Regions from separate parts of the Mus musculus genome. Here all the other regions are linked to region 5. A link is a contact called in public ChIA-PET, HiChIP or PLAC-seq, Micro-C and promoter capture Hi-C data. All regions are on one chromosome and are shown on one strand. Each heading gives the region's core, a stretch centred on a gene start, on an enhancer-like site or on the middle of the called end of the contact. The rest is flanking DNA. Distances are from core to core; before and after follow the strand shown.

Region 1 (3,861 bases), core at 555-3,054, 850 kb after region 5:
GCCTGTGGCACTGTAATATTACCCTGGGAATCACACGCCACAAACAGCAAACCTGACAACAGATCTCGTTCTCAGCAGACCTGGCTGAGAATGGCTTTGCAATTACAGAGCAGCAGAGGAAGCCAAGCAGGATGTAATTTATGATGAGCTGTGAGTGAGATGCAGCAGATCCTAGTAATGAATCACCCGCAGGGTCCCTCACCTCATCTCTCAGACTAAGCACGAGAGACAGAAGCCTGAAGCAAATTGAATTTTATAAGAAGAATGGCTCTGCTATGGAAGACAAAAGCTAAATTTATTAAAAGGTCACATCCAATAAGGAAGAAGACCCTTCTAGACCTCGTCTAGAAAGATGGGAGAAAAAAAATGAACCTGTGTTCTAATGATGTCCTGCCCTAAGCCCTGGCGACTAGCCGCAGCTGGAGCTCAGCTGTGAGGCCTGAAGAGATGGGTTTAGAGGGTTAAAAGGACCATGCAGTTTACCCCACACCTCAACAGGGAGCTGAAACCAGAAGAGTCTGTGGCACCACCTGTCTCTCCACTACTGGACCTGTGTCTGTCCACCACGGTTCTGAGGCTGGACCATACGTTTTATGGACTTTACTAAGATGTCAGCTCCTATTGTATATTCTCTACGTATCTCGGCTTCACAAACCGTAAATTGAATTGTGTCAGTTTTATTCTGAAATTACATTTGCTGAGGGCTTATAGAAAGATATTTGCCCTCCCTCTCTCCTTCCCTATCTCCTTCCCTTCCTCTGTTCAGTTGAGGACAGAACGCAGAGCCTTGTTCATGCTCCCCTCATGTTCCGTTCTGCCTGCCCACCGCACTCCAGCCCATGCTCCGAAGCAGGAACCATCATTGCCTCCACTATAGAGCCGAGGCAAGAAGCTAAAGAATAGCCCAATGTCACACCAAACAAGGGTTTAGATATCAGATAGTTACCCAAGTGGTGGTGACACACGCCTTTAATCCCAGCAGTTGGGAGGCAGAAGTTCTGAGCGAATTTCTGAGTTCGAGACCAGTCTGGTCTACAAAGTGAGTTCCAGGACAGCCAGGGCTACACAGAGAAACCCTGTCTCGAAACACCTCCCTCCCCCACCAAAAAAAAAAAAAAAAAAAAAAAAAAAAAAAGTCAGAGAGTTTGCTTTACGAACTGAAGATCATTGCCAATGTCCTTTTAACAGAGGAAGAAAGTAAACCTACAAGAAAAAGTTAAAATTTCCAAGGTCACTGCTGAGGCAGATAAGTAGGGACTGGAACTTGGGTCTGTAGGGCTTGAATACTGCCATAGTGAGATGTGAGAATCGATGTCACACCCACATCTTGAGCTTCTCTATAGCCACACCCACATCTCAAGCTTCTTTATAGCCACGCCCACATCTCAAACTTTTCTATAAAGTTCTGCTGACGGAACAAGTGCAGACAACCAATCACTGTCCGTGCCCACGAATGCAACTGCATGAATTTTGTGTACAGAGACTACCCACAGAGTGCGCTTGGCAGTGGTCACATGACGTGCTTGACCCACGCCCCGCCCCTATTTTTCTCTAGCACTGGGTTTTCCACGACTTGGAAAACCTGGCTCCTCCCCTTTGCAACAGTATCTTTTTGCCGTGGTAGAGAGAAATAAAAGCGTTCTGTTTTTCTTGTAAAAAGAAATAGACATTTCTCTTTAGTGTCATCTGTCATAAAAAAATAAAAAATGAAGAAGCACTGCAGTCCCAGAGCATGGGAAGGTTATAAGGAAAAGAATACATTACTGCCCCATGGTGAGATCTCACTTGTTGAGTAAATCAGCATGACTCGCTTACAGTGTGTGTGTTTTATAACTTGTACATAAGTTTCATTTTCATTTGCCTCATGAGTTACACATGACGACAGCAATGGCAAAATTCTCCGGTTGAGGCTCCTCCCTGGGGAATGCAGGGGTGCTCCTGGCGTTGTGCCCAGCGCGCTGATTGGCGCGTTACAGTTGCTCTGCTACTGACAGGTAGGGAACCTTCTCTGTGGAAGTTGTGCTCAGAGTGAATAAGAAGAAAAGGTGTTCTGTGTTATAATAAAATAGAATGTTTTCCCCGAGCCAGAAACTCCAGCGCAACTCACCAGGATATGTTTGGGGACCTGAAGTTTAATATTCTGCATTTCCCTGTCTGACAACTCACTGACTAGTGAGTCTCAACATCCAGTCTCTAGAGAGAGACTTTTACTTAGGGTCTCACGCACACTAATTACCAAATGTTTCCACTCTGCTCCTTCCAATGATCTTCCACATCCCCCCAAAAGCAAAAAGACTTTAAAAAAAGTTAACCCCCCCAAAAAAACCACAAACCAAACAACAACAAAAGCCTGTTATTAATTTTAAGCCTTTCAAAAAAGCCCAAACTGAAGTAGCCTTGTGGAGGTTTTCAGGGAACCTAATAACCTTGACCCACAAGAACAAAATTATATTTAGTACTATTTGCAAACCATGGTCACATGATACCCTGCTTTATGCCCTCGAGCACAAAGCTAGGCTGGAGGGAGCCAGAGGGAGGCTTTCTACTGCTAAAGCCGAGGGCTTGATGGATAAGCTCCTGAGACGCCATCCTGAACACTGCAGGTCTAGGCTTCCCCCAGCATCTGCCTGAGAAATGTCAGCTCTCCTGCGTTATCTTTTGGGTCTCCAGACAAGTCTTCATTTGAAGAAAGGGCTCGTAAACACACAACAAATCACGTCCACCTCGTCCAATCCATCTATTTTACAAAAAAAGGAAAATGATCGCCAATGAGAATGGAGCCAGGTTCCGCAGCGCTGGATCAAATCACGGTTTCCCAAGCCCCAGGCTCTGAGCACCATCTACCAAAGTCTGAGCTTTTCCCAAATTACCAGGTGCAAAACCTCTAGCTGGCGCATCTTCTATCCCATCATGCACTGCAGCAACACCTACCAAAGTACAACCTTTTTTTTCAAATTACCAGGTAAAAGCCTCTGGCAGACATGCCTTCCATCCTACCCATCATGCACTGCAGCTCGGGGTATGCATGACAGAGACGGTTGTTACTATTATTAGCATCATAATTTTTTTTAAGTACTAGACAAAGAGGCTAGAGATAGAGTTAGCTAGAGCCATGATGACTCCGCACAAGAAATGTTCTACAGTTTAATGAAAATCACAACAGCAAATCATATTCGGTTGATAAAAGTTGAATTTACACTTAGGAAGCAGGTGAAAGGCTGTGGGTCCGCCCAAGGATCTGTCTGCTTTCTGTAACTGGTACTTTTATAGGCCTCTTTCTTAAAGTTTTGTTATGTAGTCAACCACAGCTGAATGGCCCGTGTGAGGTCCAGCCCCAAGTACCACGCAGAGATTGTCCCCAGTTACTTACTTTCTCAGAGATTGTCCCCAGTTACTTACTTTCTCCTGTTGGTCTGCTAGACTGTCTTTGGGCATACCTAGGGCGGCTGTTTAATTGTTGATTGATGTGAGAGGTCCAGCCCACTGTGGGTGGTACCATCCCTAGACAACTGGTTCTGAATCGTTTGCACCAGCCCACTGGTCATCCATCAGCATCCTCCAGGGTTTCCGTTGTACTTGGCTGTGAGTTCCTTCTCTATACAAAAGTTACTCTGTGTAAAGGCATTGAGTTCCTGCCCTGACTTCCCTCAGTGAGGCTATGATCTGGAATTGTATGCTGAAATAAACCCTTCCCTATGAGCAGTTTCTGATACACAGTGATGTCCACAGCAACACCAGTCAGCATCCTTTTGTGCTTGGTATGTTTTTTATTTTCTTTCTATCTATCTATCTATCTATCTATCTATCTATCTATCTATCTATCTATCTATCTATCTATCTATGTTGGTCTGCATAGCCTAG
Region 2 (3,501 bases), core at 986-3,485, 880 kb after region 5:
ACTGTTGTCCTTACTCTCCACGGCAGACCTGCAGCGCCTTCACTCTCTACCAATGCAGATGCACCGGTAAAGAAGGACAGCTGATAGTGCTCCCGCAGTGACAGCTATTCCCAGCGGTGACACAACCTGAAACCCAGCCAGGAACCAGAGCCCAGTGCCTGCTTTGTTCCACAAAGGTCCCGAGTTTACCTGAAAACTCAGGATCATAGCAAATGTCACTGCGGCTCGACGAAGCCTGCTCTGGGAATGCGTTAGAGGTTGCGCTCAGGCACGATAAGGAGGCTGCCGCGCTGTTTATTAATAGGACCGGTAACGTCTCAGAGGCTGGTGGGATTAGATTAACTGTCTTCCCAAGCAAGTTCCTGGCTGGATCCCACTCGGAACAATTCTGTAATGAACAGCTCCTGATAGGCAAGTACCACCTCTTGAGAGGGGGCATCACAAGGAGACCTTGAACTTGGACAGAAACTCTGACAGGTCCCAGGAGGCCTGCTTATGTTCTGAGCCTGGGCAGAAGCACGGCACAGACCACTCGGACCGTGTGTTCTGGCTTTAACCACCCATCAGACCAAAAAGACTCTGAGACTGCCTTACCCTGCACAGATCATTCTTAAGCCTTCTAATCAGATCCTACTGTCTGGTCATATTTTGTCCTGATAAATTCCAGACATATGAACCATTAACCTTCATTAAGAAATACAATGTCAGCCAGGTCTGGTGGCACAGGTCCACAATTCCAGTTGTTTCAGAGCTGAGGTAGAAGAATTGTTAAGTTCAGAGCAAGCCTGGGCAACTTGGTGAGACACTGTCTCAAAATATAAAGTAAAGAATATAAAGCAGAGAAGGGGCTCAGGGAATCACTCAGCGGCAGGGCGTTTGTCTGGCATGCGCAGTAGTCGTACTCCACGTCGTATGGCGCACACATGTGTGCACTCAGATTTTTATGGTACTTCTATGTCCCTAACGCATTAGTTTACAGGAATGCTGTGGTGTCTAAGCAGATAATGTTTTGTCTTTACCCAGGGGCATGAAAAGCCAGGAACGAGATGCCTGCTGCCACAGGCTGGTCTGGGGAGGACAACTCCGCACCCTGTCACACTTGTCTGCTTTTTCCCTTTGGCAAAATTCCACTCGAGCTCTCAGACCCAGCTAGGGCTGCACTAATGCCCGCCCTGTTCCTCCAACCATAGCTTGATGCACATATCTCCTCACTGTAGCACTGAACACATGGTACTGAAATGACTGTTTTCCAGTCTGCCTCACTGATAGGCCAGGAACTGGTCCCTGAGCTAGTGAGCCTCGGGTGCCCAGCCCTGGGCATGCGCAGAGCAGCACAGCAGCCTCGTGACGACTTACTTGTTTCTTCCTGGCCAAGAGTCTCATGAGGAAGAGAAATTGACAGTAGAAAATGCTGAAATGTGCCAGAGACACAGAGGCTCAAAATTGCTGCATCAAAATGAGCAAGGGGCAGAATATAGCTCTGGGTACGAGGATGGATGGGCAAATCCCTATTTTAAAAAAAAAAAACTCGCAGGCTATTTGTAACCCTGGAAATCTGTAACTTTGCAGAAATCTGGGGTCTAGGGAAAGGGAATATAGGGCAGGTACCTTTAACACGCTGGCTGGGAGGAGCAAGCATGGGAGGAGTTACGCTGGGAGGGGCAAGCGTAGGCAGAGTTACACAGGGGCCACGCCCAGCCAGTATGAAAGGAAAGATCCCAATCTGGGGTGAGCAGACATTTATTCACATTCCCTGGGATGGTGTCACACAACATGCCATGTTCTGACTCTTCAGTAACTGGGAAAATGCCAAATACACTGAGAGTAAGATATTGCCCCACCCTCAAGCCCGATGAGGCTGCTGTTGGGGATTTTGTGGAGTACTGAGGACGTGTTTACACTGCGGGTAAGATTAACCCATGCAAGTACTTCTGAGGGCAAACTGTGAATAGTTACTGAAAGGGAAGACCTTCAACCCAAAGCCCCAGTAGTTCCTGTTGGTCCATTCACTTTGCATGTTGGTCCAGGGTTGCCCTTTCAGGACTGGGTAGTGGGGGACAAGACACAGGTAAGACTGTTCAGTGAATCACAGAGATTTAAAAAAAATGGAGTGATAGTGCCTCTAAATATCCATCAACACCAGGAACAGTCGAAACTAACACAAGTCAGCAGGAAAAAAGAGAACCTGGGCTCAGCAGCATTCTTAGAATCCCAGCAACTCGGGAGGCTGAAGCCAGAGGATCTCTGGCACCTGGGAGTTTGGAGCCAGCCTAGAAGGCAGAAATGAGAAGGCCCACTTCTTAAGAAAGGAGGGAGGAGTAGAGAGGAATGGACTATAGAAACAGGTAGGAACAGGGTTCTATCTCCAAGTCAGGGGAGGAAGCAGAGGAGGGGGAAGAGGAAAGCTATGTGCTCTCATAGGAGAAAAACCACTCTGACCATCGACTTACAGGGTTTGCTGATCAGCACACAAATGGAGACGTTCTGAAAACAAGGCAGCAGTAATACCAAAGGCCAAGACAGTAATTACTTCTGGAGACAAGAGACTGTGGGTTTGTGGGAGGGTCCTGTTAAGTCATTCAACCATATTCACTTTTAAAGTGACAAGCAAGTGTGGCAAAGGTGTAGAATCCTATGCAGCGAGGTGCCCACCCCACCTTTCCTACTGTCTTCTGGGTATTCCGAGCACTTTAAGGTGTTCGTGAGGTTGCTCTTCCCCAGCTGGGTCGAGGAGGAGTCAGTGTCTACGCAGTCATTCAGCTTGCCTCCTCTGCTGCGCACACAGGCACCCTTCCAGCTTCTAAACGGAACGGTAACATGGTTCCTGCTCAGCACCTCTCAGGTTGGGCTGCCGTTCCTCTGTACTCTGCTTACAGTATCTTGTCTGCGAGGAAACTGAGGCTTAGAGAAAATCTGCACTGAGTTATCTCAATGAGCGAATTGCTGCGTTTTATAAAAATGAAAGAGCCAGGAATATATTTGGTAGAGGGCGGTATGGGGAGAGAAGGGGGAGGAGGATGGGGAGAGAAAGGACAGAGAGGGTAAAAGTAGGAGAGAGTAAGAGATTAAGAGAGTGAGGAAGGGGGCAAGCAGCCCCTTTTATAGTGAGTCAGGCAGTACCTGGCTGTTGCCAGGTAACGGTGGGGCGGAGCCTAGAAGGAATGCTAACAGAAATGGCAGGGCAAACGCGTGACTCCAGGCTGATTCCAAAAGTACCTGCTTTCTGTCCTTAAGCCCCAAGTACACCAGATTTCCAGCTGGCCCAGACTGCCACCTTAGCTCCAGAGCTGACACCATCAAACTCTGGGACATCCGAGGAAACACAGACCCTTAGAAAATACTAAAGGCTTCTGTTCCACATGACTGGAGCTAAATAAAAATACGCCCTGAGAATCAAATGTTGACAGCTGATTCCTAAATTGAAAGTAACCACTGAGTGAGTGAGTGTTTAAGACCTGGACTGTGAATCCTGTTAACTGCCTTCAGGACACGGGGTGTAGG
Region 3 (4,039 bases), core at 1,136-3,635, 850 kb before region 5:
TCGTAATGATGGTGCCCTCTCACAAAGCTAAGCAAGCAGGAATAATGCTAAAATGAGGGACAGCCATTTATTTACTGTACTTGGCATTGTTCACTCTAATAATGCGTTTCAACACAGTAGAACTGCTAGATAATGCGGCTGTGGCTTTTATGCCCGTCATTGTTATTTAAATGAACAGTCGACTGCACTGTAATGAAGAAATGCATGCATTTCCCCAACTCACTTATCAACCAGGATTCCAGGAAAATGAGAATTTGTGTCTGTCTTCATTCACAGAGCAAACTGGAGGTCACTGTTTTCAATGTGAACCTTTTTTTTTTAGCTTTTCAACACTGAATAATTAGGAGTCGCTGCTTCTGAAATTACCTGTATTCACTAGAGAGAAGAAAGACTTTTATCTTCACGATGAAATACATGCTCTCATTCAGACTTGGCCATTCTTTCTCCTAATAGCATTTTACACCGTCGAGTCAATCCTAGGTAGTAAAATAAAAGAATGTCATTTCCAGAGCCACAATAGCCTTGTTTATTATTTACCTCCCTAAAATTCAGCTGCTCCTGAAAAATAATATAAATGTAAAAATGGGTTTAAAGCAATCGAACATATAAAGCAATTATCCACATAAGATGCCATTATAGACACACACATGTACTCGGCACTCTGATTTAAATTTAATTGATCCTTGAGTCTTATAGTTTAATGACTGTGTGCCTCTATTGAGTTTTTAATAGCTTTTATTGAGATATGATTTGCATACCACATACCCACCCATTTAGATGTATAGTTCCCTGGCTCTTAGCATATTTGCTTAGTCAGACAACCACCACCACCAAAGTCAATTCTGAAATATTTTCATCACCCTTAAAAGAAAATATTCCTTGTCCCTCCCATCTCCTGACAATGGCCCATCTTCCTCTGTCTCTATAGGTTTGACTGTTTTGGTCATTTCACATGCACAGAGTCAAACATCATGGGCCGTTTTGTGTCTCCCTTCTTTCACTTAGCATAATGAATTCAAGGGCCATCCATGGTGAGGCGTGTGTTAATACCAAGTGTCTTTTGGTTGGCCAGTAGCCTTCTCCTATACTGTGCATGTGCGTATATACATACTTTACCAGTATACTCACAAGCTTTATTCATCTGCTTATCTGCCAAGATGTGAACTTCTGGGTTGTCTCCGCCTGTTGCCTATAATGAATAATGTTGTTGAAAAGCTTTTCTTGTGAATGTATGTTTGCATTTCCCCTTTCTGTGTACCTAAGAATAGAATCCTAAGTGATAACGGTACCTCCTCTGCTTGACTTTTGAGGAAATGCCAGCTGTGTGCTGAGGGGAGTGTTGTGGTTCACGGCCCAGCAGCTGTGTGTTGGGCTCTGACTTCCTGACTTCCTTCCCACCACTTGTTATTGTCTGTCTTTCTGTTAGGGTTGCTTGGCACAGATGGGGAAGCCTCGTGGTTTGCTCTGGCATTCTCCAATGGCTAAATGATGGCAAGCATCTTCTCTTGTGTTTGCTGCCATTTGTATTTCTCCTTTGGAGATGTATCCGTTTCTCTGAGTTTTTACAAATTCTGTTCCCTGACCTCAGGAATGTAGTTACAGAACCAAGTTGGACACAGATGCACCCCTCACAGGGAGGGACTTTCAAATGAGTACACAGACTAAAGATGTTATTTTTACAGTAGAAGCTTTTGGGAATTACAGAATAACCAAATTGTTCCCAGGAATCAATTTACTTCTAAAACTTTATTTTGCCAATTTTGTTAGTAAAACGGTTACTAGTGGTCTGGAATCACACACGGTTGAAGATTGGCTTATCTGGCCAAACACAAGGACATATACCTGTAATGCCAGCAGCTGGGCCACAGAGACAGGAAGGTTACGCACTGAGAGGCAGGCAGCCTGGGCAGCACAATGAGGCTGAGACCAGAGAGCCTACGTACAGAAAGACAGGAAAGCCTAAGAGGAGGTGTACGTGGGTCCCATGCAGAACTGACGCTGACTGGAACGCTGTCTCCATGTAGGTGAAGCCCACTGTTTTAGAAGACAATGTAGACTTTTCAAAGAGATTTTCACTAATTTTTTAAAAACCACACTGGTTAAAATACCCTTCAGTCAAATGAACAAAATATCCTGCTGGGAGCTTGACGCGTGTTGTTTTGTTTTAATAGATACCATGTAAAATATCCTGCTTCTCTCCTCGTGTGTATGGGAACCTGGGGTAAGCAAATCTGACCAAGGCCGCCTACGTAGTGAACAGAAGACTCTAGACCAGGCCTTGTTCTGGGACTGCTACTCTTTATCTTTCCTGGTCACAAGTCAGCAGGTGGTATCTGCACACCGTTCGGTCTTGCAACAGTGCTGGAATTCACTGGCTTGCTGAAGCAAGAGGCAGATAGAGGGCGCTGTGGAGCTCTCGTGAACAGTGTTCACTTCTAGCTTAGCAGCTGAATGAGCCTAGCTTCCGCAGACAAGGCTAACACAGGATTGAACTGGCCAAAAAGCTGCTCAAACAGAAATATTGTACCTTAAAGTACTACTAAAGCATCAACTTGTTTGAACAGTGCTTGGCCGTTGTAAAGCACTTGACTTACACTTTTAATTCGCTGTTCACAAGTATGTTTTGTACTGTGCTTGGCCGTCGTAAAGCACTTGACTTACACTTTTAATTCACTGTTCACAAGAACACCAGTTTTCCGTTGTCTTTGTGTTTATGCAGTTTTTATAACCATGATGAAAGTCAGGCCTAAGGGACTTTAGTTGTCATGCCGGAAAGTCTGGGCCAGGGCTTCAGCTCAAATCTACGTCGCTTGGCTCCTGTACCGTCCTGTGTGTACAGTGGTGTTCCCTGTCCCACTTTAATAGAGTACCGAGGGGCACTCGTCGAGAAGAAGGGAGGCTTCTGCTGCTCAGCCAAATCACTGAGCTGTGAACAGTAGAGGTTAGAGGGAGGCTGCTTCGTGGCCAACATAACAGACACTGGATCTGCCCAGCAATGAAATGTGTTGTCCTGTGAAGGAATGAGGTCCCTCGTGGTTGGACAGCTCACTGAGAGGATGCTCGTGGAGGGCTTCATGTGTGAGTGTGTGTGTGTGTGTCAGTGTGAGGATATATGTGAGAGCATATGTGTGTGAGAGAGTGTTTGTGTATGTATATATGTAAGAGCGTGTATACATGTGTGAGCGTATATGAGCATGTGTATTTGTGTTTGTGAGTGAGTATATATGTGTGTCAGTATGTGTATGAATGTAAGAGCGTGTATGTGTGAGCATGTATAAACATGTGTATTTGTGTGTAAGTAAGCATGTATGAGCATGTATGTCTGTAACTGAGCATGTGTGAGCGTGTGTGTATGTGTGTGTGAGTGTGAGCATGTATAAACATGTGTATTTGTGTGTAAGTAAGCATGTATGAGCATGTATGTCTGTAACTGAGCATGTATGAGCGTGTGTGTGAGAGTGTGAGCATGTATAAACATGTGTAGTTGTGTGTAAGTAAGCATGTATGAGCATGTATGTTCGTAACTGAGCATGTGTGAGCAGATGAGAGTGTGTGTGTGTGTGTGTGTGTTTGTGTGTGTGTGTGTGTTAGGTAGCATGTCAGATCCCTTTTAATTATGACATCGGGCATCTGTCCCTGCTGAGAACATGGGGTAGCTGCTTCTTTATCCTTGTTGAGGAAAGGCTTGGTCTTTATCCTGCACAGTTAACAGTGTGGGGCTTTCTGCTTGAAAGTGTAGCAAGGGTATCGGCCTTCATTGCTGGTCTCCGTGGAGATCCAAAAGCAGTTTCCATCTATGTTAACACATGTTTTTGTACAAGGGTCTCATGTTCACATAAGTTTGATGGGAATCCTACAAGGTGCCATGTCTTTTTACAGAAATGCCAGGTTTTCTTTTATTCTTATGGAGTCTTTCTGAAACATGTGTCAGGTTAGCCCAGTAGCCCTCAGCTCTGGCTATTGGCAAAAATCATCAGAGGCTTCAAAAACTATAGATGCTAATAAATATTCACTCAGTGTTCTAAGAGCATACACTGGG
Region 4 (4,049 bases), core at 672-3,171, 660 kb before region 5:
GATTACATACCTAGCTAAACAGCTAGATGTCGGGCTAGATGTGTAGTAATCTAAAGGCATCCAGGGGAGGCCCAGGAAGGGGACAGCTCAGTCGTTTGTGCACTGATTCAAGACTGGGCTGCATTTCATGCTTCGTGTTTTTACTTGGTGTCTTGAAATATTCCCCTTTCTGTCTCTGCTCTCCCTCTTAGATACTGCGCTGTCTTATTTATTTATGAAGTCTGAAGGTTAGTCCTACCTGCTGAGACTAATTAGCCCTCTGCTTTGTGTCCCATGCAAGCCGTCCGATGAAATGTACACATTTGTTTTGCTTTTTTTTTTTTTTCCAGGCTCTTTCTCTCTCCCTCCACTTCTGGTTTTCTGATGAATATGAAAGTTGGGAGGTGGGACTGTGATTCTCACCCGCCTCGCCCACCCCATCCTTATTTTGTCTGCATCTTTCCCTTTAGTGTGCAAATGTGCTTGGGATTTTTTTTTTTCCCAGTGCAGGGGAATTCGTTAGCCTTGTGAATCTCAGGATCGTTGTTTTCCGTTGTCTTCTTTCTGAGGCCTTAGCCTGTAGAACAGTTTTGTTGAAACCCCAAATTCTCTAAATATTACACAGTAAATTGGTTACTTTTGGAAATCTACAACAGATGAGCTTATTAAAGGGGAGGGTGGGTTAATTTAATACGTGGTGGACCTCAGGATAACATCACACCTAATGGCAGTTGCCAGTCCCCACTGACTCATTCTTTCTGATTTCTTTTTTCTTTGCTTCCTCTTGCCCGTTGGACGTCCCAGTCCACTTCTCATTGGTTATCTGCAAGGGAAAGGCTCTTCTGAGTCTACCAGACAGAAACACGGTTTGGGGATCCACCTTTCTCCTTTAACATAATTTTCTCCACCACCTCATAGCAAATCGGTTTGCCCTCACTGGAGCCTAATAACCAACAAACACCCATCTCAACTCCCAGGCTGCCCACCTCTTCCCAAGGGCTTCTGGGCCAGCTTTGGTGACTTTCTCCTGTCAGGGCCCTCAGCATCTAGAGCCTTAGGGCATTTCATCTCAGTCCCCTTTGGAGAAAAACTCCAGCTCTACTCATCCCCAGGGCTTGGTGAACTTTCACTTTTATTTTTCCCTGCAGCTGTTAACGCCCAAACATTTCACCTCCAAAGGACTTGGATCCTACATCACTTCCTACTTCCAACGTCAGTTAAAAAAATAAAAAAAAAACCTTTACATTTTCCTTAAGGATATTTTTAATACCCCAGACAATTTGTTTTCTTGGATAAAACGCCTTCTTGGCATATTTAACCTAGTGGGACTTTACATTGAATGACATGATTCACTGTCATTAAACAAGCCAAGGGAGGGGAGCCTTACCCTCCCTGTAGATGGCCCAGCCTCTCTGCTTCCCCTGGTTCTCTCAGAGCAAGAGAGGTAAGCCTTCTTTTGGACCAGTCGTGTCTTTTCCCGCCCCAGTGCGGCCGACTTCATCGGGGACTTAACCACTGAGCACCCCGTCCTTGTGTCCCATAGTCCTCCCCTCCTGGACCCCATCTTCAGGACTTCTTGGCTAACACTTTTTCTGGGCCTCTCCCCATCCCCGCCCCCCAAGTGGGCTTTCCTTCCGCCTTCCCCGGCTCAGATTCCGGACTGGGTTGCCACCCCCTTCCCCTCCTCTCCCGGTCCGCATTGTCTTTCGGAACCCGCCCCCTCCAGGAGCGAGGCCCGCACCGTCCGGGCGCCCGGCTCGCACGCTGAGCACAGGCCGCACCCCGCGCGCCTCCCGCGGCCCCGGCCCGCCCCGCTCCCTCTCCCGGCGCCCAAAGGATCATTGTTGGCCGCCCCCGCCCCGCCCACCCCGGCTGTTTATTTATGCACACGTCACCGGGGAGGCCCCGCCCCCTGGCATCTCATTAAGGCGAGTGTGTTCCTCTCGCCCTGTCAATAATCTCCGCTCCCAGACTACTCCGTTCCTCCGGATTTCGATCCCCCTTTTTCTATCTGTCAATCAGCGCCGCCTTTGAACTGAAAAGCTCAGTCTAACTTCAACTCACTCAAATCCGAGCGGCACGAGATCCTTCGGTGTCTTCGGCTTCCCCCCCCTTTGCTCTTATATCTGACTTCTTCTTGTTGTTGTTGTTGTTTTTTTTACCCCCTTTTTTATTTATTATTATTTTTTTTTTTTGCACATTGATCGGATCCTTGGGAACGAGAGAAAAAAAGAAACCCAAACTCACGCGTGCAGAAGATCTCCCCCCTTCCCCTCCCCTCCTCCCTCTTTTCCCCTCCCCAGGAGAGAAAGACCCCAAAGCAGGAAAAAAAAAAGTTAACCTTGGACTCGTCTTTTTCTTGCAGTATTTTTTTGGGGGGGACTCGCAAAACTTTTTTTTTTTTTTTTTTTTTTTTTTTGCTTTTTTTCCTCCTTCATTTTTCTTCCAAAATTGCTGCTGCTGGTGGGTGAAAAATGCCGCAGCTGAACGGCGGTGGAGGAGATGACCTAGGCGCTAACGACGAGCTGATCTCCTTCAAAGACGAAGGCGAGCAGGAGGAGAAGAACTCGGAAAACTCCTCGGCGGAAAGGGATTTAGCCGATGTCAAGTCCTCGCTGGTCAATGAATCAGAGACGAATCAAAACAGCTCCTCCGATTCCGAGGTAGGAAGAGCCCCTCGGGCTGGCGGGTGGCTCCAGCCGGTTCCAGGGCCGGGAGAGCGGGGCTGGAAGGCGAGCGAGGCGAGGCGGGTCGGGCTTGCGGGCGGCGCGGACGGTGGCCCGGGCTGCTGGCTGCGAAAACTTGTAACCGTGTTTTTCTGCACCCCTTTCTCCGCCGACCCTCCCTTCCCGCACCCCCTCGGCGCGGCTATCGCCCCTCGCCCTCCCCACCTCGCCCCTCCGGGAAGGCGGAAAGACGGCCTCCGCCTCGCTCCGAAAGTTTCCGAGATAAATCCCGGGAAAGTTTGGAAGAAGGTGAGTGCGCCCCGCGCGCCCCCAAAACCGCGCGGTTGCGTTCCCCCTCCCCGGGGTCGGCCTGGCGGGTGCCCTCGCCCCACTCCCCACCCACCCTACCCGAGTTCCCGCGCCGGCCGGGCCCCGGGGACGCGCGCGGGCCCTCGGGGGGACACTTGCTAAAAAGTTTCTCCCGCTCTCTCCCGCGCCGCGCGGCCGCCGCCGTCCCCTCCGCCGCCCCGCCATGTTAGCGGCCAAGAGGCAAGATGGAGGGCTCTTTAAGGGGCCACCGTATCCCGGCTACCCCTTCATCATGATCCCCGACCTGACGAGCCCCTACCTCCCCAACGGATCGCTCTCGCCCACCGCCCGAACCGTAAGTGCCACCGCGCTCCCCGCCCTGCCCGCCTGCCGGCCCCGCATGCCCTGCCCCTCCCCCGCCCCGCCCCTCCCCCCTCCCCTCCCCCCCTCGCGGCCCGAACTCTCCAAACTTTTTCTCTGCCTTTTGTGGACTGGGTTTGTTTGCGCTTCGCCATGTTCTGGCTTTTCTTGTGCTTGCCTCACGATTCGGGGAGCCTTTTTTTTTTTTTCCTCAGGCAGGGCTCTGTTGGGGTGCCAATCTGAACTTTTAATTTTTCTTTCTCTTTTCTTTTTTCATTTTTTTTTTTTTTGAGCTCTGATTTCCCCCTCCCCCCTCTTGCTGGTGGTGTTTGTTTCTTGTCCCTGGGAAGAGGACTGTGTGGCTCTTTCTTCTCCCTCTCTTCCTTCCCTCTTCTGTGCGTCTTGGGCTTTCCCCAGGTTAACCCCTTAGCTGCTGGCTGGGAGGCCCGGCTGGGCCGCGCGGGTTCCCGGTGCCTTTGGCTCCAGGAGCCACCGTGCTGAGCGAGCAGTCTCGGCCCTACGGAAGCGCCCGGCTCTGGCCCCAGCCAGTCATTTTAGCTTTCTAGTGGCGATCGCAGGCTCAAGGGCCTCTTGGCCCCTTCTTCCAAGGGAAGGTCACACTTGCCAGGCTTGGTCCCTTCGCAGGCCCGGGGGCCCTGGGCGTGCTTTTTCTCTGCAGACCCGGCAGGGCTTGGGTGCCCCACGCTGCTAGCTGCGAGCCGTGCGTGGTGGGGA
Region 5 (3,688 bases), core at 382-2,881:
CATAACACCAAAGCTGGGGAGACCTAGGAGAGACATTCAGGAGAGAAATCACTTGCATTTAAGGTGTCAGTACAATATTACAGAGCGGAAGCTGCCATGGGTCTCTTCCCTTCTGTGCTTCCAGAAGTTTAAGAGTCGGTACTGTAATGATCCAGGCTGGGAGCAAGTAAGTGGATGTTCTCACGCCGACCCACAAGCAAGAACAGACAAGAGGTTTCCTGTGGTGCCGCCCTGCCTCTCCATCTGCGTGAGGGATGGATTCCTGTGTGCGGATGCGCCACGCATGCCACAGCACAGGCAAACCTTCTTGTGGATAGAACATCACTGTCCAGGCAACAGGACCCTGGTGCTGTCAGGTGGGCAGCTTCTCACATTCCTCACCACCAAATAAGTAGAGATTGGTTGTTAAATGTTCCACGTTTTAGGACTACCCTGGAAAAAGTCATGGTTTACACAAAGATAAATTATAGTGGAGATAGGATTTCTTCATTTTTCAAAGGACTGTCAGTTTTAAAAAGCAAATCACCATAGCGTGAGCCATGGCTTACCCCAACATTTGCCTCCACAGTTCAGGGACACTAGCATTATTAAATAAGAAGGAGGGCAGGCATATTAAGAATTGAAAGTGCCCATACTGGCTGAGATTCTAGAGTTAGTGCTAAAACTCTGGGGTTCAAGAAAAACCATGCTAGCAAATAAAATAGCCTTGATGGCTCCGGAGACCTGTAGGTCTGAGAATCGAGTATCTCTGGCGTTTTCACAAAGTTCTCTCACATAGCTTGCTTCAGTGTGAGTGAATGAGCTGTTCTGAGAACTCTAGGTGGAGGGGAGGAATTGGAAGCGTCTACAGATGGAAGCCCAGATCTGTCTGTCTGTCTGTCTGTGTCGAAGATGACATGAACAGGAACCCATGTTAGCTCACTGTCTGCTTCCTCAAACCTAGTGCCTGACACGGGAGGTAGCACACATGGATGATGATTTTGGCGCAATATCCGTGCAAGCTGGGTTTGGGAGGTATAAACGTGTTTAAGACAAAGTTCGCCCCCCTCCCCAACAACGTCTGGGAAGACATCAGACTAAAGCGACTGGTGGTGCACAGTATCTGGTCGAGAAGCAGCTTGTGTTAGGAAAAAGGTAAAAAACAAAAACAGAACGAGACAGGTGCCCCATCGCGGAGAGCAAGTCAGAATTTTGGGTCCATCTGCTGGGTAGACAGTTTTGTAGAATGCGTTCTCAGTGGAACTTTTGACGTTTACAGTTTTAGAGTCTCTTAGTACTCCTCTCTGGTGAGCGCGGGGAAATTTGCATATGTGGCATAGAGGAGGGGACAGGGATAGCCCCAATTTGCAGGGCCGCTCTCCTCCCGTGCCGGTGACGCTTGCCAACTTCGCAGAGGTCTGGACCAAGCGCGCAGTCATATTTTCAGAGAACTTAACAGATTTGCAGCAGGTAGCCCGGGGTCACGGTCACTTTTCTGGCTGGCAGTTTTGCAGAGCCCGCCAGTTCTGTAGGGAGCGCTCTATCTGCCCAGTTCCTGCAGCCGCAGGGGTCGCCCAAACGTCGCAGAGGGGGGGACGCAGCACGTGGGCGGCGAGGGCTTCCCGCGCGAGCTTCCCGCGCGAGCTTCTCCCGCGGCGGGCTCCGTAGCGCGCGTTCCCGCTCGCCCCCAGCTTTCCCGGGCTGCAGGCACAGCCCCGTCCGGCCCGCCCGCTCCTCCCCCTCCGCCTCTGGGACTTTTGCTTTCAGTTTTCCCAAAGCTGCCCTCGACCCTTGCGGAGGACGGACGCTGCCGTGGGCTCCTGGCCGCCGCCGTGGGAACGGTAACTTGGGCCGCCATCGCGGCTTTCCCTCCCCTCTTCCGCGAGCTCCTTCCTCCCGCGCGTCCCCGCCCAGAGTCCCCCTCCCTCCCGCAGGCTCGCAGAACTTGCTTGCAGGGCGCTGTGGCGCGGAAGGCTCTCCAACATGCCTGGCCATCGCCCGCTTTGCTCGGCACGGCGGTCCCTTGGTCTTCTGGACCAGGGTCTCACGACATCCGGTGCCATTCCGGATGTAACAGGGAAGAAAGAGCGGGTGTAGGGCAGTAGATGTGGTTGTTTGAACCCGCAAGGACTACCTTGTCAGACCGGGAACTTAGGCGCTGCCGGGTCCATTTAATGGGAATCTTGGGCGGTTCTGGTGGCTTGTGCTCAGGGAAAGAGGGAGTTAGGTGCATAGGTCTTTAACCTAGGCGAAGTGTGCTTGAAACACTCTTTCTTGTCTGGGGACCCTTGCATCGGGACTCTTAGACTCTTACAGTGACTTAAGACTGGTGAAAAACTGGCAAGCGACACTTGTCAGTATGAGCTCCAGGCGACACCTCACCTTTACTCCTTGGCCTTTCGGGTTTATGGGGAAGTAAGTTTATTAGTAGGCACAGGCGGTGTTTGTAAGCAGTTCACAGGCCTTTCTCTTGAGCTGAGATAACTGATAAGGCCCTGGTTTTCTGTTGACAAGCTGTTTCTTCCTTCAGATTTTGGCCAGCGTAACCTTACACCCCTGTCCATATTGTTAAAGCCTAGCATTACAATCTGCCACTCTGCAACCTCCTATAGGACATGGGCAAAGTCTCTAGTTCCCTCATGGTGTGAACCTCAGGTGACACTGATGGGTTGGGTGGCAGCCTCGGGACTTTTTCACTTAAGGAAGTATGCATTTGGGCAGGAGGTGAGCCTGTTCAATGTTGCTGTGTTTGGGAAGCAGGCAGCCTGTTTCCTCAGGAAGACCCACCTCAATCAACTTGCTTAGCCTGCTTTCTCTTGCTGGGATAAACACCATGACCATAGAGAGGAAAGGCTTTATTTCATTTGACGACTTCAGGTCACAGTCTGTCATTGAGGGAAGTCGAGGCAGGAGCCTGGAGGCAGGAAATCTGATTACTCACTCAGCTACCATTAGTACACAGCCTGTGGATGGTACCACTACAGTGGGCTGGGCCCTCCCCTCCCACACCAGCCATTGGTCAAGGCACTTCCCTATAGACATAGCCACAGGCCATTGTGATCTGGGCAATTCCTCAAGTGAGATTTCCTGTTCCCTGGTGATATTAGGCTGTGTCAACTTGACCAAAAAAAAAAAAAAAAAAAAAAAAAAAAAACCCAAAAAACAAAAACAACAACAAAACAAAACTAGGCACCACACCCCATAGCATGGGTCTGGGGAAGCTCTCAGGGCAGGTGGCATCCCAGTGGCCAAAGTGATTGCAAGTAGGAGCAGCCACATTGTAAGACAGGAATTTGGGGTAGCCAGGGAGTGGCTGGACGTATTATTTTCTAAGCAACCTCTTGGGAACTAACACACGCAGAGCCCCAGCAGCTTCCTACTGGATTCCCATCCCCTCGTGTAGGGGGCTAGCCTTCCAACACAAGAAGCCTGGGGGGGGGACCAATTACAGCCAAACCATAACAGCAGGCATCACACATCTTACATCATTTAAAGAGGACATTCCATGTCTCTTTACTGTGGGCAAGCACTGTCTCCGTAATGACTGCTCTTTGCAGCCCCTGAAAAGGACTGGTACAGAAAAGTCATGCAAGGAAGGCCCCTCGGGCAGCACCGTTGATGAGCCCAGATGAGATGGCTTTCTCGGAGGGTTCTGGCTTGGCTTCGATGACGTCACTGAGGTTAAGCACCCCACTTGGTCACCTGAGAT
Region 6 (3,736 bases), core at 1,201-3,700, 730 kb after region 5:
TGTGTGTGTGTGTGTGTGTGTGCTGGGAGGGCATGCGTGTGTGAGGGCCCCAGTATGCACACAACGTGCAAGTCTCTCCCTTTACTCTGTAGATCCCATGGGTCTCAGGCCATCGGACTTAGCCTCAGACCCCTTTACCAGATGAGCCATCTCACAGGCCCGGCAAACATCTTTAAAGACACACCATTTACAACAAGATGGTCCCCAAAGACAATGTCACTGTTGTAAAGACAACAGGAAGTAAGTGGCAATAAAGAGAAGCGTGTCATGGGTGTCTGCACCACGCGCCTGGGCAGGACAGGCCAGTCAGAACGAGCCTCGGGCTCTGACCCCTGAGATGCAGAGAACAGCCGTGGAAAGCTCCCATGCTGGGCAGGGCACTGGGAGGCCAGCACCCTAGCCTTGGGTTTACGCACATACTTTGAATGATTCCATTAATGAAAGGAGAGATGGGCTAAGAATGTGGAGAGACGTGTCCGAGGTCACCCAGTGGGTGCGTTCCAGAGCCAAGAGTCCATCTCTAGGTTCCCTGTCACCTTTCTCTAAACTACTTGGTCTCTGCTTATCCCATCAGGCTGAAGAAATGTGTGAGCACTACAACTCTGGAGGTGGGGTGGGGTAGGGATATGGTATGCTCAGTTGATACGATGCTTGTCTGGCACGCACAACCCCAGCCCTACATACAGCAGGCATCCTGGTCCACCCCTGCAAACCCACCATTCGGGAGATGGAAGTGGGAACATTAACGATTCAAGGTCATCCTCAGTCACACAGCAAGTTCAAGGTTAGCCTGAGATACCTGTGTCCTGTCTCAGGACAATGCTAAAGAACTCAAAAGAGAACCGGCAGAAGCTAGCGCAGGATGTTGTTCTGAAAGCTACACGCATACTTTGTGTCTGTGAGAGAAAGACGCAGCCCCAAGGAAGCCGAGGTTCTCCAGGAAATGTTAGACAAACAACAAGAGACTCAGCTATACCTGGACAGGCTGTTTGGGACCCTTCTCTGTTGAAAGCCCCCTTGGGTATATATATGGTAGCACCTTTAGGAGAATTATATACAGTGGCTTCAGCTCTGCTCCAATATTTACAATCTTTCCACATTAGGCAGTCGCTGCGGTTTCTAGAATCGGATGAACAAAAGCTACTTCCACAGCAAGTCTTTGCAGCTGGAAACACTAATATATTTGGAAATGGTATTCAGAGATGTAATTAAGGCAAGGGTCTTGAAGAGACGATTTGAGTGATGGGCATGGCCTTATATAGAATGATAAGTGCCCTTTTAGGAGAAGGGTGGAAAGGTAGCTGGCAGAGGAGGTGGTTCACCTGGAGTGATGCATGCCGGGAAGCTGGAGATCACCAAGAAAAAATTCCCCCAGTGTTTGAGAGAACAATGGCCCTGATGATACACTGTTATAAATGTCTAGACTCTAAAAATGAGAGAATAAACTGTTTTAAGCCATCACTGTTGCAACCCATGCAGAAAATAAAACCACTGATATACTGATACAATGAATTTAAGACAAAAAGACAGGGTTTGGAGTATTGATGGCAAAGCTACACCGAGAATGGTTCCCCAAGCTTGGGGGAGGTGGGGCATGGAGACTGGTCCTGCTTTCTCCTGGTGACCAAGCCCAGCTGAGTCACTAGCAGTCACATGTCTTGTGCTAGCCCCTGCAGAACATTTTTCTGGGTCACACACCCATCTGAGGAGGACAGAGTCTGATGGGCGGACCTCTCATCTAAGCTGAAAGTGCAAACCACTCCCGGGCTGACTGATGTCGGAGGCTCTGTATGGAATGTCTCCAAGCCCTCAGCTCTTCAGACCTTCCCTGCCACCTGAGGTCAATGTGGGACCAGGTCCTTGAAGCCTCTGTGACTCCAGCCTGAGAGAGAAAACACAAGGGGCCAGCATGTCTCCAAAATGGCATGTTCTAGATTGCAACTATATTTTATAGATTCCTTCCTGTAGCTGTTGAAGTGAATGTAAACACGCATGCAAAAACAGACAGGCTTTTTCCCTCCCAATGTTTTTGGGGAACACATTTCCATGTGTTGACTAAAAAAATTAAAAAAAGGTTGATTTGAACACAGGACCTTAAAAACTTGGGTACCAAGTTCCACATCTTCCTGCCTCTTTTCCTTACTATACCCTCACACCCTTCTTGGTTTTTAAATTTTAGATTCAAGGCAAAATTCATGTAGTCTAAAGTGCAGCACCTTAGAACCAACAAGCTGGAGGCACCCAGCGAACTACCAAGGCCACATAACTACCTCTCCTATCTCATTGCTGGGAAGCCTTTGCATTTGTGTCATGGAAACTCTCCCAGAAACAGTCACTACTGTTTTCTCCCCAGCCCTTAGCAAACAGCAGCCTGCTTTCTGTTTCTAATCACTAGGCCTTTGGTGATGGGCTCCATGTCTGGGTGGTCTGACCACCACACTTCCTGCCTGCCATCTTTCACTTATGGTGCATCTGTGGTGTAGCAGGTTATCACTGCTTCCCGACATCTACTGGGGCATGACTGAGCCGCTTCCTCCTCCCTCTGCCGTCAGTGGTGGGTGGGGTGTGTGTGTGCACAGGTGTTTGAAGACTCCCATTTATTCTTTCCACAGAACACTGACTCCATCCTGTGATTCCACAGCTATAGAGCCTACGTCCTCCTCAGTTCTCTCCACAAAACTCAGACTTCTGAGTGTGACCCTGGAGGAGTCCTCCTCCACTTCTCCTGCTCGGTACCCCACAACGTGCTTCTTTCCTTGTGTGTCCTGTGTCCTCGCCACGTGGTCCTCTTTATCAGAGCGTTCTCCCTCAGACTGTTGGGTGACCGTACTTGACAAGAGTCTCATCCTCATCTCCTCAGGACAGTTAGTGGTGGTGACCCCTTGATGTTTGGTGGGAAGAACTTGTAGTGGGATTCGGGGAGATTACTCTTAACCTTTGTTGTGATATCCCCCCAGAGTGGCCAGAAACACCATAGGGACTCCCACGATAGACAGCCCATGTCTCTAAAACATACTCTACTGGCTGTATGGAATCAGCACCCGAGGGACCCACATGATGGCTTGGTAGATCAGCAGGCTGAAGCTGCCAGGTTCCCTGGCTCTGCACATTCTCTCTGCCCTACGGACAGGAAGGTGTGTGTGTGTGTGTGTGTGTGTGTGTGTGTGTGTGAACTGTGACTTTCCCCTCCAGCTTGATGAGCCCCCAAAGCTCTGTGAGAAACAGGGTTTTCTCTGAACTTTGATCCCAGAATTCCTCGCTGCAGCCTCTCTCATCAAAGAGGTGTTAGCTAGGCCCAGAGGCAGGTGCTGGCAGAGGCAGGTACAAAGCTCCGGCTGGAAGCAGTCACACCTGAATTTGACAGGCTTCCTTCAGCTCGGTCACAGGGTTCTCTGAGTCACAGCGGATGTGGCTTTCTAAGGGCAGAGAAGTCAAAACCTTCACCTCGCACCCTCCCTTCCTTTCTCAGACTCTGAGCTTCTGAGGTCTCCACAGATAGCACACATGTGCAAACACAGATGTACACACAGGGTCTGACATCATATTCTTACTCTTAAAAAAAAATGCCTGCTTAACTCCCAGGGAGGGAGGTCTGTTCTTTTCTCTATCATTCCAAGTTCCCCTTGGCCTTTGGAAGAAAGGTAAGTACAACACACGAGTCCTCTCAGACAGTCACCCATGGCTACTCTCCTTCCTCCTCAGGAGGAGACACACAGGATGAGGGCTCACAGGCAAA
Region 7 (3,631 bases), core at 676-3,175, 680 kb after region 5:
ATTAAGTAAATAGCAACTGACGGACATGTGTGCAGCTTCAGGGGTCAATCTGGGGCCCTATGAAGTGAATATCAACTGGTCTCCAAATCACAGCATATTTATCTACTATATTCTTATCTATATCCTGACCCCCTCACTGAGTCCTTTGCAATTATTTTGACACTGTTGTGCTTATGGCACAAGGACAAGATGCCCCAGGAGGGACCCAAAGACCATCATTACAAACGCCCTGTGAGTGAGTTCTTAAATATCAAGAACATGGCTCACTCTGGCATTGCTCAGAGTCTTCAAACATTTTCATTTTGCTATGGAAACTGCTCTAATTTGACATGTGATTAAAAGGCCAGGAAATCTTGGCTCAAGAAGTGTGCGTAGACACACCCTTCAGGCACTCCAGATTAATTCCTCTGTTGAAAATGTACCCCACTCTAAGCCTCACCAGCATCAGCCTATACCCCAACTCTGGGCCGGAGCCACTTCCCTCAGGTGAGGCCAGCCCCTTCCTATGGATGATGGTGACTTCGAGCCAGCCTGCCTCCCAGGGAGGGCATCACGGAGAGAAAAGCACTGCAATTTTCTGCAAAGCTTACGGAAGGGACAAAACAAAGGAAGACCATTCCTCTTGGCCAGAGCCAGTGAAATCTTTTATTCATTTTTTTCCATAAGCTTCCCTAGAGAGTTCCGTGGAGATGTGTTCAAGGGTTTGCTTTGTTTTCTGATCATTTTAGGGAGAGGCTCTGCAAACTGCAGCTATCCTTACAGAGAAAATATGCCTGGCCCATTCCGTCTGGCCTCATTAACATTCCTCTCCATTCCGCACAAAGACTTCATCAGGGATGAAGTTTTTTGAAAAAGGGGGGGTGGGGGATGCGGGATTCTTTCGAAAACAAAAGCCACCCTGTAGAGGTGGGATGGATGGATGCCTGGCTCCTTGGGTGGTTTTTGGGCAGGAGCCCCAGTGCAGTTTTATATCCCTGGAACAAAGTGTCCACAGGCACCAGTGCCAACGCTCTGGGAAGGTAGCCTGTTGCTTGAATACCCGTGCTTCCTCCAAATTCCAAGCTCAGTCTACCTGGTGGATGAATGGACTTAGGGGGCCATTAGTTATTAGCTGTGTGTGCGTGTGTGTGTGCGTGTGTGTGTGTGTGTGTGTGTGTGTATACTGAAGCTGCATGTCAGAAGCAGGGAAAACCGTTCCGATATCGGCAGGCACATCCCTCTGCTTTCCCCTGGCCCTCAATTATTCCGAGATTTTCTCTTTCCTCTACGTAAAGCCTGCCGCTAATAACAAAATACAAAGTAAAGGCTCCCGTGCATGCATGTATGCCAGTGATGAGAGTCAAAAGGAGATAAGAAAACAGGGCCTACAAGTCCAGAGGGGGCAGCGAAGGGACCTGAAAAATCCACTAACTGTTCCTTTGATGGGCGCCGCCTAAGGGTAGGCCCAGGGGGTTCATGAGTCTTGAGTCCAGCTCAAAAATAAATCTAAACCATTCTTTCCTTGGGACAGCAAGAAGATTAAAGTCAGACTCCATTTTCCTTCCCCTGGGACTCTTAACAGAGGGGCTGGGATCAAGCCTGATTATCACTGTGAGGAAAAGTCAGCCCTGCGTGAAAATCTGGACCAAGGCCAGGCTCTAGGTTAGAGTCTGGGCTTTACAACTCCGGAAGTGGAACTCTGCCCTCTAGGACGGCTCTGAGGACTGACCAATCATAGAGCTGATGGCAGCATTATCCTTGCCATAAGCATAAGGTTTTATGCCTGAGTGACTTGTATCCTTTGGAGCTAGAGGCTGCTCTTTTGAATTTGGATTTCAGAAATGAGCAAAACACACCAGAGCTAAGCAATAGTTACAGAGTCTGGGGCAAAACAGTGCATGGTGGTTTAAGCCAAGAGGGTTACCATGGCTACTTGATGAATCATTTTCCCCTAGCTGTACGACTTTTGGGTACTTTCCTAAGTCACTGACTGCCAAGATAAGGCCAACAGAGTCCAACACAAGCTTAAGAACAACAATAGAACATATTTATGGTGGGAGGGAACCCTCTTAGTTGGCCATTTGGACTTTGGCCTCAGGTTTTCTATAAAGGAAAAAAAAAAAAAAAAAAAAAAAAAAAAAAAGAGCCCATGAGAAGCACTTCCCCAAAGCCCAGGAACTAGTGAGCACACAGTGGTGACCTCCAGAGCATCCCATTCTGACCCCTTCCTTACCCGCAGCTTCTCCTCTGTCTTAGTGGACTGCTTACAGTCGGGATGCCACACGGTAGAACCTGGAAAGACAGAATGAACTGTGGGAATAGAGGAAATGGAAAGAAGGCACAGTCCTGTTAAGCAGACTTTCCACAGACCCCTCCCTCCCCAGCACAGGGTCCCACATGTGACCTCTGACCGTGAAGTCAACTCTACCCTTTGAGTGAGTTCTGAACTTGCTGTACACAGGGCACAATGGAGGGCCACAGAATGGAGTCTGAGAGCAGCCTCACACAAGAGATGTTTCCCTTTTAATAGGGTTACATTGTCTTTCTTTTTAAAACATAAATCATTGTTCTTTAAAAAGTAACACCTGAGACCTGAGTCCTTACTACTGGTTCTACTTGATCTTAGAATTAAAGCCATGTTTACATAAGTAACCATCAAAACACCCAAGCCACTTAATGAAGAGAAGTAGAGTCAAACTCAATGGCCCAGGTCCAGGTGTAAAACCTACTGAAGCTTTCATTTTTTTTTTTTTTTTAGGATTATTTATTTTATTTTATATATGTGAGTACACTGTCGCTGTCTTCAGACACACCAGAAGAGGGCATCCGATTCTTTTGCAGATGATTGTAAGCCACTATGTGGTTGCTAGGAATCGAACTTGGGACCTCTGGAAGAGCAAATAGTGCTCTTAACCACTGAGGCGCCTCTCACCCCTCATTCTTCTATTTCTATAGTTGCCCACACTTAGAGGAGAAATCAGATCAACTGGCAACGTTGTTAAACTTAGTTTATAAATCTTTCAACTTTTTAATTAAGTAACAGGAACAAAATCCTTTGGCTTCAATGAGTCAAGTAATGACCGAGGTGGATTTTCTGTTCCTGCTTCTAAGATCTCCCTTTCTCAGACTTCGAAGAACCTTCATGGGTGACACAGGTATCAAAGAATTAAAAAGCTGGAAGTCTCTCTTATGCTCTTACTCTCCTACTCTCACCCTCTCTGTCCCTTCTTCTCTTCCCTATTCCCCTCTCCCCTCTCTCTCTACATGTTCCTGGCTGGCCTCTCCTCTCCCCTCTCTACTCTGTCCACTCCCCTTCCCCCTCCCCCAACCTGTCCCCTGTCCCCTCTCCCTCTCTCTGCCTTTCTCTATCTCTACTCCATCCTCAATTCCCCTCCCCATGCCCTAAATAAACTCTGTTCCATTTTTTAAAAAAGCTTAAAGTCCTTATCTTGAAACTTCAGCCCCTGTGCTATGATTGTGTAAGACTGGATGCATACATAACAGGTATCATATACATGTACGACCACAGGAAAGGATGATATGTCAATTCTGTGTCCACACATGTATTTCTTCAGACATGGAGGGTCTGAAGAACACAGATCACTTGGAAAGACTCAAACTAGTGAAATTACTGGCTCGTTAGTGACTGGCA

Evidence for each region. Promoter capture Hi-C pulls out the DNA fragments that hold promoters and counts their contacts. A called contact is a pair of places that touch in the nucleus more often than the background predicts. ChIA-PET counts read pairs in DNA pulled down with a chosen protein or histone mark. HiChIP or PLAC-seq counts read pairs in DNA pulled down with a chosen protein or histone mark.
Region 1: a contact with region 5 is called in a promoter capture Hi-C map of hematopoietic stem and progenitor cells, with 3 times the contacts expected there. The contact joins the enhancer-like site here to the promoter of Casp7 in region 5. A contact is called at or near these places in 5 of 39 promoter capture datasets (embryonic stem cells, hematopoietic stem and progenitor cells, liver and 2 more).
Region 2: a promoter capture Hi-C map of pre-B cells shows a contact between it and region 5, with 4 times the contacts expected there. The contact joins the promoter of 4930449E18Rik here to the promoter of Casp7 in region 5. A contact is called at or near these places in 4 of 39 promoter capture datasets (embryonic stem cells, liver and pre-B cells).
Region 3: a promoter capture Hi-C map of pre-B cells shows a contact between it and region 5, with 2.0 times the contacts expected there. The contact joins the enhancer-like site here to the promoter of Casp7 in region 5. A contact is called at or near these places in 5 of 39 promoter capture datasets (the 3T3-L1 cell line, hippocampal neurons, liver and 2 more).
Region 4: a Micro-C map of embryonic stem cells shows a contact between it and region 5, with 4 times the contacts expected there. The contact joins the promoter of Tcf7l2 here to the promoter of Casp7 in region 5. A contact is called at or near these places in 1 of 484 Hi-C or Micro-C datasets (embryonic stem cells) and 2 of 9 other capture datasets (adipose tissue and liver).
Region 6: a contact with region 5 is called in an RNA polymerase II ChIA-PET map of memory CD8 T cells, with 28 read pairs. The contact joins the enhancer-like site here to the promoter of Casp7 in region 5. A contact is called at or near these places in 4 of 39 promoter capture datasets (the 3T3-L1 cell line, hippocampal neurons, liver and 1 more) and 2 of 115 datasets of contacts at active chromatin or transcription factors (memory CD8 T cells and pancreatic cancer cells).
Region 7: a contact with region 5 is called in an HNF4G HiChIP or PLAC-seq map of pancreatic cancer cells. The contact joins the enhancer-like site here to the promoter of Casp7 in region 5. A contact is called at or near these places in 3 of 39 promoter capture datasets (the 3T3-L1 cell line, the C10 cell line and liver) and 2 of 115 datasets of contacts at active chromatin or transcription factors (memory CD8 T cells and pancreatic cancer cells).

What each region holds. Positions count from the first base shown.
Region 1 is chr19:57,241,932-57,245,792 of GRCm38.p6, forward strand. It overlaps a transcript of Ablim1 not described here. Among named protein-coding and RNA genes, the nearest start is that of Ablim1, 28 kb to the left of the region's middle. Within about 2 kb of position 1,805, at least 47 of the 459 cell types and tissues checked have an H3K27ac peak or open chromatin away from gene starts, as enhancers often do. A contact at or near this core is called in hematopoietic stem and progenitor cells, where this site is marked.
Region 2 is chr19:57,271,725-57,275,225 of GRCm38.p6, forward strand. 4930449E18Rik (RIKEN cDNA 4930449E18 gene) reads left to right here and starts at 2,236. Exons shown (of 3, transcript NR_045319.1): 1 at 2,236-2,345. It also overlaps a transcript of Ablim1 not described here.
Region 3 is chr19:55,543,331-55,547,369 of GRCm38.p6, forward strand. The region is part of intron 7 of Vti1a (vesicle transport through interaction with t-SNAREs 1A); the gene reads left to right. Among named protein-coding and RNA genes, the nearest start is that of Gm41871, 160 kb to the right of the region's middle. Within about 2 kb of position 2,386, at least 87 of the 459 cell types and tissues checked have an H3K27ac peak or open chromatin away from gene starts, as enhancers often do. A contact at or near this core is called in pre-B cells, where this site is marked.
Region 4 is chr19:55,739,889-55,743,937 of GRCm38.p6, forward strand. It overlaps Tcf7l2 (transcription factor 7 like 2, T cell specific, HMG box), which reads left to right and starts at 1,922. Exons shown (of 15, transcript NM_001331146.1): 1 at 1,922-2,642; 2 at 2,888-2,954; 3 at 3,185-3,309. The coding sequence starts at 2,454. Gm31734 (predicted gene, 31734) reads right to left here and starts at 3,315. Exons shown (of 3, transcript NR_168128.1): 1 at 3,274-3,315; 2 at 2,321-2,704; 3 at 1-802.
Region 5 is chr19:56,395,498-56,399,185 of GRCm38.p6, forward strand. Casp7 (caspase 7) reads left to right here and starts at 1,632. Exons shown (of 7, transcript NM_007611.2): 1 at 1,632-1,820.
Region 6 is chr19:57,129,106-57,132,841 of GRCm38.p6, forward strand. The region is part of intron 6 of Ablim1 (actin-binding LIM protein 1); the gene reads right to left. Among named protein-coding and RNA genes, the nearest start is that of Ablim1, 85 kb to the right of the region's middle. Within about 2 kb of position 2,451, at least 70 of the 459 cell types and tissues checked have an H3K27ac peak or open chromatin away from gene starts, as enhancers often do. A contact at or near this core is called in memory CD8 T cells, pancreatic cancer cells and pre-B cells, where this site is marked.
Region 7 is chr19:57,077,601-57,081,231 of GRCm38.p6, forward strand. Ablim1 (actin-binding LIM protein 1) reads right to left here. Exons shown (of 26, transcript NM_178688.4): 8 at 2,213-2,271. Among named protein-coding and RNA genes, the nearest start is that of Afap1l2, 71 kb to the left of the region's middle. Within about 2 kb of position 1,926, at least 140 of the 459 cell types and tissues checked have an H3K27ac peak or open chromatin away from gene starts, as enhancers often do. A contact at or near this core is called in pancreatic cancer cells, where this site is marked.